2 separate regions of the Hordeum vulgare genome follow, and region 1 is linked to region 2. Evidence: chromatin contacts called from public Hi-C data. All regions are on one chromosome and are shown on one strand. The core of a region is the stretch at or near the end of the contact, and the rest is flanking DNA. Distances in the headings are between cores, read along the strand shown. Region 1 holds the start of LOC123446367. Region 2 overlaps LOC123448495 (apoptotic chromatin condensation inducer in the nucleus).

Region 1 (3,688 bases), core at 91-2,590, 110 kb after region 2:
GAAGTAGAGCTAGTGATGGCCTTGGGAACCCACTTGACCATGGCTTGATGTATGTATTCAAATGAGTTAGTCTTCTCTTGAAGCTTGTCCTTGTCATTGAGTTTATGGTCTTGTGGTGGAAGATCATATTGATCTTGTGTTCCCTTATAGAGAGTAGGAACATACTTCTCTTGTTGGAATTAGTGGAATCAACAGAGCTACTAGAAACAACATCTTTAGAACTAGAATTTTTCTTGTTGCTACTAGATGAAGAACCTTTCTTGCATTTGTTACTAGTTTTCTCAGATTTAACTTGAGGCATAAAGGTAGAGAAGACTAATTGTTTGGCAATATAATAATAACTTTTCTTTCGAGGATCGTCATTGATAGCTCTAAGAAACTCATGATCTTGTCCAAACTTAGCTTCTCGAAGCGTAGCTTCTCATGAGTTCTTAGAAGCTCTCTATGATCTTCTTGAGTAGATTCATGAGCCAACTTAAGAGTGTTTTGTTCTTTAGTTAAGCGCTCCACATCCTTCTTAGCATCACCAATGGTTCATCTTGACTAACATGATTATTAGCAAGTTCACTTTGACTAACATCACTAGTTTTATCAAAGAGCAAATCATTATCTCCTCGCAAGTCATCCTCATCACTATTAAAGTCAATGGGTGGAAAGCAACTTGGGGAGGCTAGAAATCAGGATTCATATGGCTGATTGGAATATCTTGATCTCAACACATGAGTAGGTGATTCTCTCTCAAAAAATGAATGGTGGAAGTGTGAAAATATTCTCACGGCTCTCACCACGAAAGAGAGGGAGTGGGGTGGTCTTTATAGCCATATCCGAGAATCCAACCGTTACAACATTATTACCCGACTCGGTGAAACCAATGTAAAAACTCGGTTCTACAAACTACTGAAAAAGTTCTAACTTTTGGCTTCTCGGGGACACCGAAGGATAACAAGTGTGTCGGGGGGATGACCCCGGGTAGGCTAAAGAAGACGATACAACATTTCAAAAAACATAGGGGGAGTTGTCCTCGATATGCCATACCCCACGAATCAACAAAGACAGTCAAAGAAGTAAAGACAAAAGACCAGCTGGCTGGAACCTGGCCGGTTGGAACGCGGCCGACTGGAACCTGACTGGCTGGAGCCCGGCCGGTTGGAACCCGGCTGGCTGGAACTTGGCCGACGGGAGCACGACCTATTAGAGCCTGCCCGGCTAGAAACCTGTCCGGCTGGAGACTATCTGACTGAAAACCTGTCCTTGTGGAGCCCAATGAGGACAACTCCAACGTCCCATCAAACAGGACGGGAGGACGGTGCAACGTGCATCTGCGTCCCGGCAGTCCAGTTTGTATCACTACACACGGTCACCTCGAGCAGTGAAGTTAGGCCAGGTGGGCCCCTCACCCATCATGTCCAACAATAAAAGTTAGGCCCCATGGGCCCCTGTCTTCTGGGCACCCCTTTATAAGGTGACCCAGGGAGCCAGCCCACAGGGAGACCCCCAGACGGGCACACACACACACACGGGGAGGATCCTCCCAGGCTCCCCCATTCTCTCATTCACCACTCTCCAGGAGAGGAGGAGAGCTCCTAGCCTCCTTCTTCTTCCTCCAGACAGCTCGAGGAGCATCATGTACAACTATATATTCTCCACATACACCACACATGCAGGAGTAGGGGTATTAAGTCCATGCGAGCGCCCCGAACCTGGGTAAACCACCGCATGTTGTTGTCCAACCCGTTTCGAATCTCCACAGTGGCCTTGCTCTCACCTCTCTAAGACACCCCATGGAATTTGTCCCGGAAATACCACGACAGTTGGCGCCCATCGTGGGGCATGCTGCTGCTCGAACTGCGGTCCGGGCGGGACCCTTTTCGTCGTCATCACCGTTGCTTCACTGTCATCTCTCCGGTAGCGCTGGGGGGTCCGACATCGACATCGACACGCCCCGGAGGCGACTGTGCAAAGCTGCGTGTCCTCGTCGCCGGCCTCGCCCCCTTCTTTATCACCACCACGTTGCCGCTGTCGTTCAGGCGACAACGCTCGAGGGATCAACATTGACACAGCCCCAGGGCGACCGCTCACGTCCATGCCGTCAGTCTCGCTCGCTTCACCCAGGCCATCATGCTCCTTGCGTTGGCACCGGTGATGGCCCTCGTGCTCGCGCTGGCGGCGGGCGCCGTCGCTCGAGCAGACTCCCGGAAGCCCGTTCTCTACTTTATACACATGCTCCTCCCACGCGTGCCCGAACGACTGCTCCGTCTATGCCCGCAAGTCGGTTGGCCTGGCCGGCTGCACCCCGCGCGCACCGGTGCCGGTTGTAGCTCCGTTGCCGACTGCGCCTCCAGCCGTGCCGCTTCTCATTGCTCCGCGTCGCACCGGCTCTGCTTGCGCCTCCCCGCCTCTGGCCCGACGGTCTGCTGGCCTGGCAGGTTCCACCTCGCATGCCCTGGTGCCGGTTGCAGCTCCGCGGCCGGCCGCGCCTCCAGCCGCGACACACACGTCCGGCCGCTCCAATGTGTTCGCATGAGTTTGCGCCGCCTCTCGCGCTGGCCGGCTGCCGCATCCGCACCAGGGTGCCACGCTCACGCCGTGCCGCCTGCTCAGCCCGCAGCCGGCAACCCGCGGCTGCTCTGTCGTCGCCCCATCAACCATGGCTCAGCCCCGCGGCTCGGTCGTCCGGGCTTCTGCAACGCTGCGCCCTCTCGACCTTCAAGGCGGCGTGGCTGCGCCGGCTTGGTCCACCTCCGCGGCGGCTGCCGTGCTCGCACTACGTGCACCAGCCCCGACAGGCCCCTCGTGCTGCTCCGCTTCGGCCCTGCGCCGTCTCCTGGCCTCGGCGCCTCCCTCCACGCGCCGCTCTAGCCGGCCTCCCGCGCGCCCGCGCCGGCTGCGGTGCGTCCTGTCCACCGTCTCGGTGCGCCAGCTGGCCTCCCGCGTCCGAGCTGCTGGGTAACTATGACGACTGCTGCCCCACGCGGCCCCGACCTGCTTTGGCAAAAGAAAGAGGGCCGACTGGACAAAGAAAAGTCAAAGATGACAAAAAAACCAATCGAGAGAACACTAGAAAATGAAGCTAGCAAGAAGGAAGAAGAAGGCCACATGCGCCTTCCCGTCAACGTCGCTGCTTGGCCGATTGGCCCGCCCGCGTCGCCGCGTGGCCAGTCCGGCCACCTACTTTGACATCGGGCCGACCTGATCGCCCATCCGCTCTGACGTTCGGCCGTCGGGACCGACGGACTGCCATAGCCATCGACCGCCGTAGGCTCGGCGGCCACACCCAGTGGATGCGCCAGCGCGCTTCGCTCGCAGAAGGCCGCGTCGGTTGTCAGCGACAACCACAACCTCGTCTGCACTAAAGCAATGTGACCTCCTGTCCGTGGATCCTCACACCGCGCGTAAAAGTAAAAACCCTGAGCGACACTCGGAGGCCATCACCGCATTCATTTCAGCTATTTTTCTGCTCACCTGATGCCGGCTAGTCTCGGCCCGGGTGCTGGCCATTTGGCCCGATTTGTTCCTCCCCGCAGACGAAGCTAGTAGCGCCTACGATACCAAAGGCCCACTCTTCGTCTCAGCTACAAACCGTATCACGACTGTCTGGTTAGCAAGAGCAAAAGCTGAAGGTCACATCGTGAAGAACGTCTGGGGAGAAAATGGTTTAGGCGAACCAGCCGTTTCCTTCGTGAAATTT
Region 2 (3,424 bases), core at 4-2,503:
ATTAGCCCCGCTACTACACCAAGGGAGGCTCCTTTTCAGCAAGGTCAGGCGAATCAAAGTGTGCCTTGCCAAGCTGCTGCTACACCAAGGGAGCAACTACCGCCTCCAGCACCCCTTGTGAAGCCTCCTACATCTGATCCAGCAGGATCTGCAAGGGAGAAGCTCCCACCCACCCCAAAGAAGGCAGAACCTCCTGTTGTGACACTTGATGATCTCTTCAGGAAGACACAGTCCTCTCCAAGGATTTACTATTTGCCTTTATCAGATGAGGAGGTGTCAGCGAGGCTTGCTGCACAGGGCAAAGCAAATTAGTGCCCTCATGCTTCAGGAACATGTATTTTCTGCAAAGACTGGTTTTATCTCCTTTAAGATTGTATAATGTCATCTGCTTTTTTTTTTAAAAGATGATTGTATGTCCTCTGACCTGAAGTTGTTTCGGATTGCAGAGATACTGGTTTTAGTTAGAACATCCTGGAACTCTACTGGTTTAGTGAATAAACATTCAGGAGAATGCTTATTCGTGTTACATTTGCCTTCTGCTCAGGTCTTCTTTCACCTGTTTTAGGTGCCGTGCTGTCCCGTGGGTTATACGGTGCTGTGCGGCTGACCCTCTTGCCGCCTTCGCCCGAGGTTTCCTGAAAAATAAAATTCATGCAGGCCACTAAGCACAAAAGATTTTTTTCTTTGCTCTATAATACACGAAAATGTGATGCAGCGTTTTTCACACAAGAAAATTTGATTTGCCTGAGTTTGTGCATTCCATGGCCAGTTCTGCCCTTGTGTTATTAAAGTTGTGTTTGGTGTTGAGGGCATCATGAAGCTCATGATGGCGCTTTGTAAAGGAGCTGACGATGTTTAGAGCAGCAGGAGTCTGAAAAAGTTGAGCAACAGGACCAGTTCCTTCGACGGATGTCGCAACTAGCTAGGGCAAGTTGCAAGGAACGATCATATCAATGGGCATTCTCAAGAGAAAGAGCTTGCAAACAGTGACGGACCAGAAACCGAGGTTTGCCGGAGCGATGGTGGATCAGCCACTGCTTGCAAACCATTCTACTCTTCCATCATATTAGGCCAACGCCACGGGCGGGTCGATCGACCGCACATGTGTTGGATAAAAATCGCCTGCGCTATCGGATGCAAACTTTATAACAGTCAGCTCGGCCTCGCCCTGAAAAAGTCAAATATGAGAAGGATAGAACACGGTGGAGTCGCGCATGCACAAGCTGGACTTCACACTCACTGGCCGCATGCGCTCGTCCTTGGCTTCCCGCGCCTGTCGGCCACCCGCGCCCCACGTTCGCTGACCTCTCATACCGTTGCGTTCGTCGGCGGCCTCTCGTGCTTGTTGGTTGGTCATCACTCGTGCTTGTTGCTCGGTTATCGTTTGGGGTTGCAGCTTCTCGTCGTCTGGTGGTAGCTTCTTCGCCGACTCGTCGCAGCAGCATTGTGCATCGTCTCACTCTCACCGGCGTCACCTCTGGCACCATGGTACCGTGTCGGTCGAAGCTTTCTAGACGCGGGTTACACCTTTGCCGTAGCCGGTTACAACTTTTCACGTTGGTCGTAGCTTATATCGCCTCTGGTTGAAACCTTGTGTTTGTCGCCAGTAGAAGCTATTTCCATCAACGCTTGTAGCTTTCTCACCGGCTACAACTTCTATTGTGCTGCTTCTAGCTTCCGTTGTCCCTCCGCCTTAGGCCTTGTTTGGTACTAGTGTATTTTAGGAAATTTGTGGGGATTATCCCGGTCAAACCCCTCAATCCCCCCACATCCCATAACACCATTTGGTTCTAGTGTATTTGACATGTTTCATCCCAACATTTTTCCCTAAATCCTTAAATTATAGTGTATTTTTTTCAATACCCAATACACTACCCCTACCTAGTGTATTGAGGATAAATAGGGATTCGAAGGGATTGGGTGAAACCTCAAGTTTCACCCAATCCCTTCGGGGATTATCCCCACCAATCTTCTTAAAAACACCAGTATCAAACAAGGCCTTAAGCTTTTTTCTCGGCAGTTGAAGCTTTCTCACGTGTCGATTGCATCAACCTTGACTACTCATCGTATCGGTAACACCACGCTCCAACATTGCCGGTTGCAAGTTACAATACTTGTGGTCGCCATCACCAACTCCAACTGATACTGGTTGTAGCACCGAAGTTACAATACTTGTGGTCGCCATCACCAACTCCAACTGATACTGGTTGTAGCACCGTCTTCGGGTGCACGTTGTAGCATTGGGGGTGGGTGCGTGACGTTGCGGCTCACGTGATCGCGGACCAATCCAGTGCCTCTTATAGTACGACAATCGTTGTGCGCGTCTCGGGGGTGATCAAGACAAACTCACGGTGTCTCTAGGGGAGTTCGTGTGTGCCGCTGTGGCTGAAGTGGGAAGGGGAGATGGGGAGGAGGCTCGCTGGCCATGACGAGGAGGAGGGTGGGGGGAGCGCAACCATGGAGAAGACGAGGGAGAGAACACCCTCGACATGATGGAGAAGACAATGTGGAGAACAGGATTATGTTTGACGGGCTGGAGTAGTGGGTGGACTAGAAAAACGTGTGTGCATAGTGACGTGTGGGCCTGAGATCAAATCACGATCAATTGATTGGCATGAGACCGACGCAATCGTTTGGCTGGCAGGCCGGCAACAAGCGTTTCCCATCATATAACTAGCCCCATCATACCTGAGATAATACATAATTCAATAGTCAATACCCCTTTGAGCGTCCTCGCTTTGGGTTTCATAACACGTATCAAGTCAAAGAACTCTTGCAAAATACGATCTTCATCAATGAATCAACGAACCAATGTCATAATCTATTTATTTTCTTTCTTTGCTACATCACATGCCCCATTCATTGAATAGAAAACTTAGAATCCCCAATCTTCTCTTCATACATAGGTTATTAAAAACCCAAAATCTCCTATTGGATGTCATGCGAATGCACACTTCGAATCGTGTGGAACATTCCCCATAATAACTTCAACAATCTCAAGATTGAATTCTGTAAGGAGGTTTAACAATTCAACAATGAGAAAGTTAAATGGCAACTGTTCACAGTACCAAATCAATAGTTTTCGTTTGTTCCCGATTTTTTTGGACGCGGGCATTTTCCTGAGGAGGTAAGGGCATTTCCAATGCCGATCCCCAAACTAGATACTGCATCCGCGAACAATGATGTTTGAAGCCGACCATCCAAAGCTATCCACCTATGTTTGCTTACATTTCGGAAGAAATTTAACGAAAGTGAACAACCTTTTATATAAAACCGGATGGTTTTCATCTAAACATAAGCAAATTCATTACGTTTCAACATATTTCAACTAAAATGTACTCTAAACCTAGTCTAAATGAATGATGCCACTAGTTCCCCATGTTCGGCTGCCATGATCCCTAGGAACTGAAGGTACGCCTCCGCA

Evidence for each region. A called contact is a pair of places that touch in the nucleus more often than the background predicts.
Region 1: a Hi-C map of leaf shows a contact between it and region 2, with 4 times the contacts expected there. The contact joins the promoter of LOC123446367 here to the enhancer-like site in region 2. A contact is called at or near these places in 2 of 6 Hi-C or Micro-C datasets (leaf and seedling).

Annotation. Positions count from the first base shown.
Region 1 is chr4H:261,065,915-261,069,602 of MorexV3_pseudomolecules_assembly, forward strand. It overlaps LOC123446367, which reads left to right and starts at 1,341. Exons shown (of 1, transcript XM_045123002.1): 1 at 1,341-3,429. The coding sequence starts at 2,119. The coding sequence ends at 2,859.
Region 2 is chr4H:260,960,513-260,963,936 of MorexV3_pseudomolecules_assembly, forward strand. LOC123448495 (apoptotic chromatin condensation inducer in the nucleus) reads left to right here. Exons shown (of 6, transcript XM_045125408.1): 6 at 1-526. The coding sequence ends at 312. Among protein-coding and RNA genes, the nearest start is that of LOC123448495, 5.6 kb to the left of the region's middle. Within about 2 kb of position 1,254, at least 1 of the 3 cell types and tissues checked has open chromatin away from gene starts, as enhancers often do. A contact at or near this core is called in leaf, where this site is marked.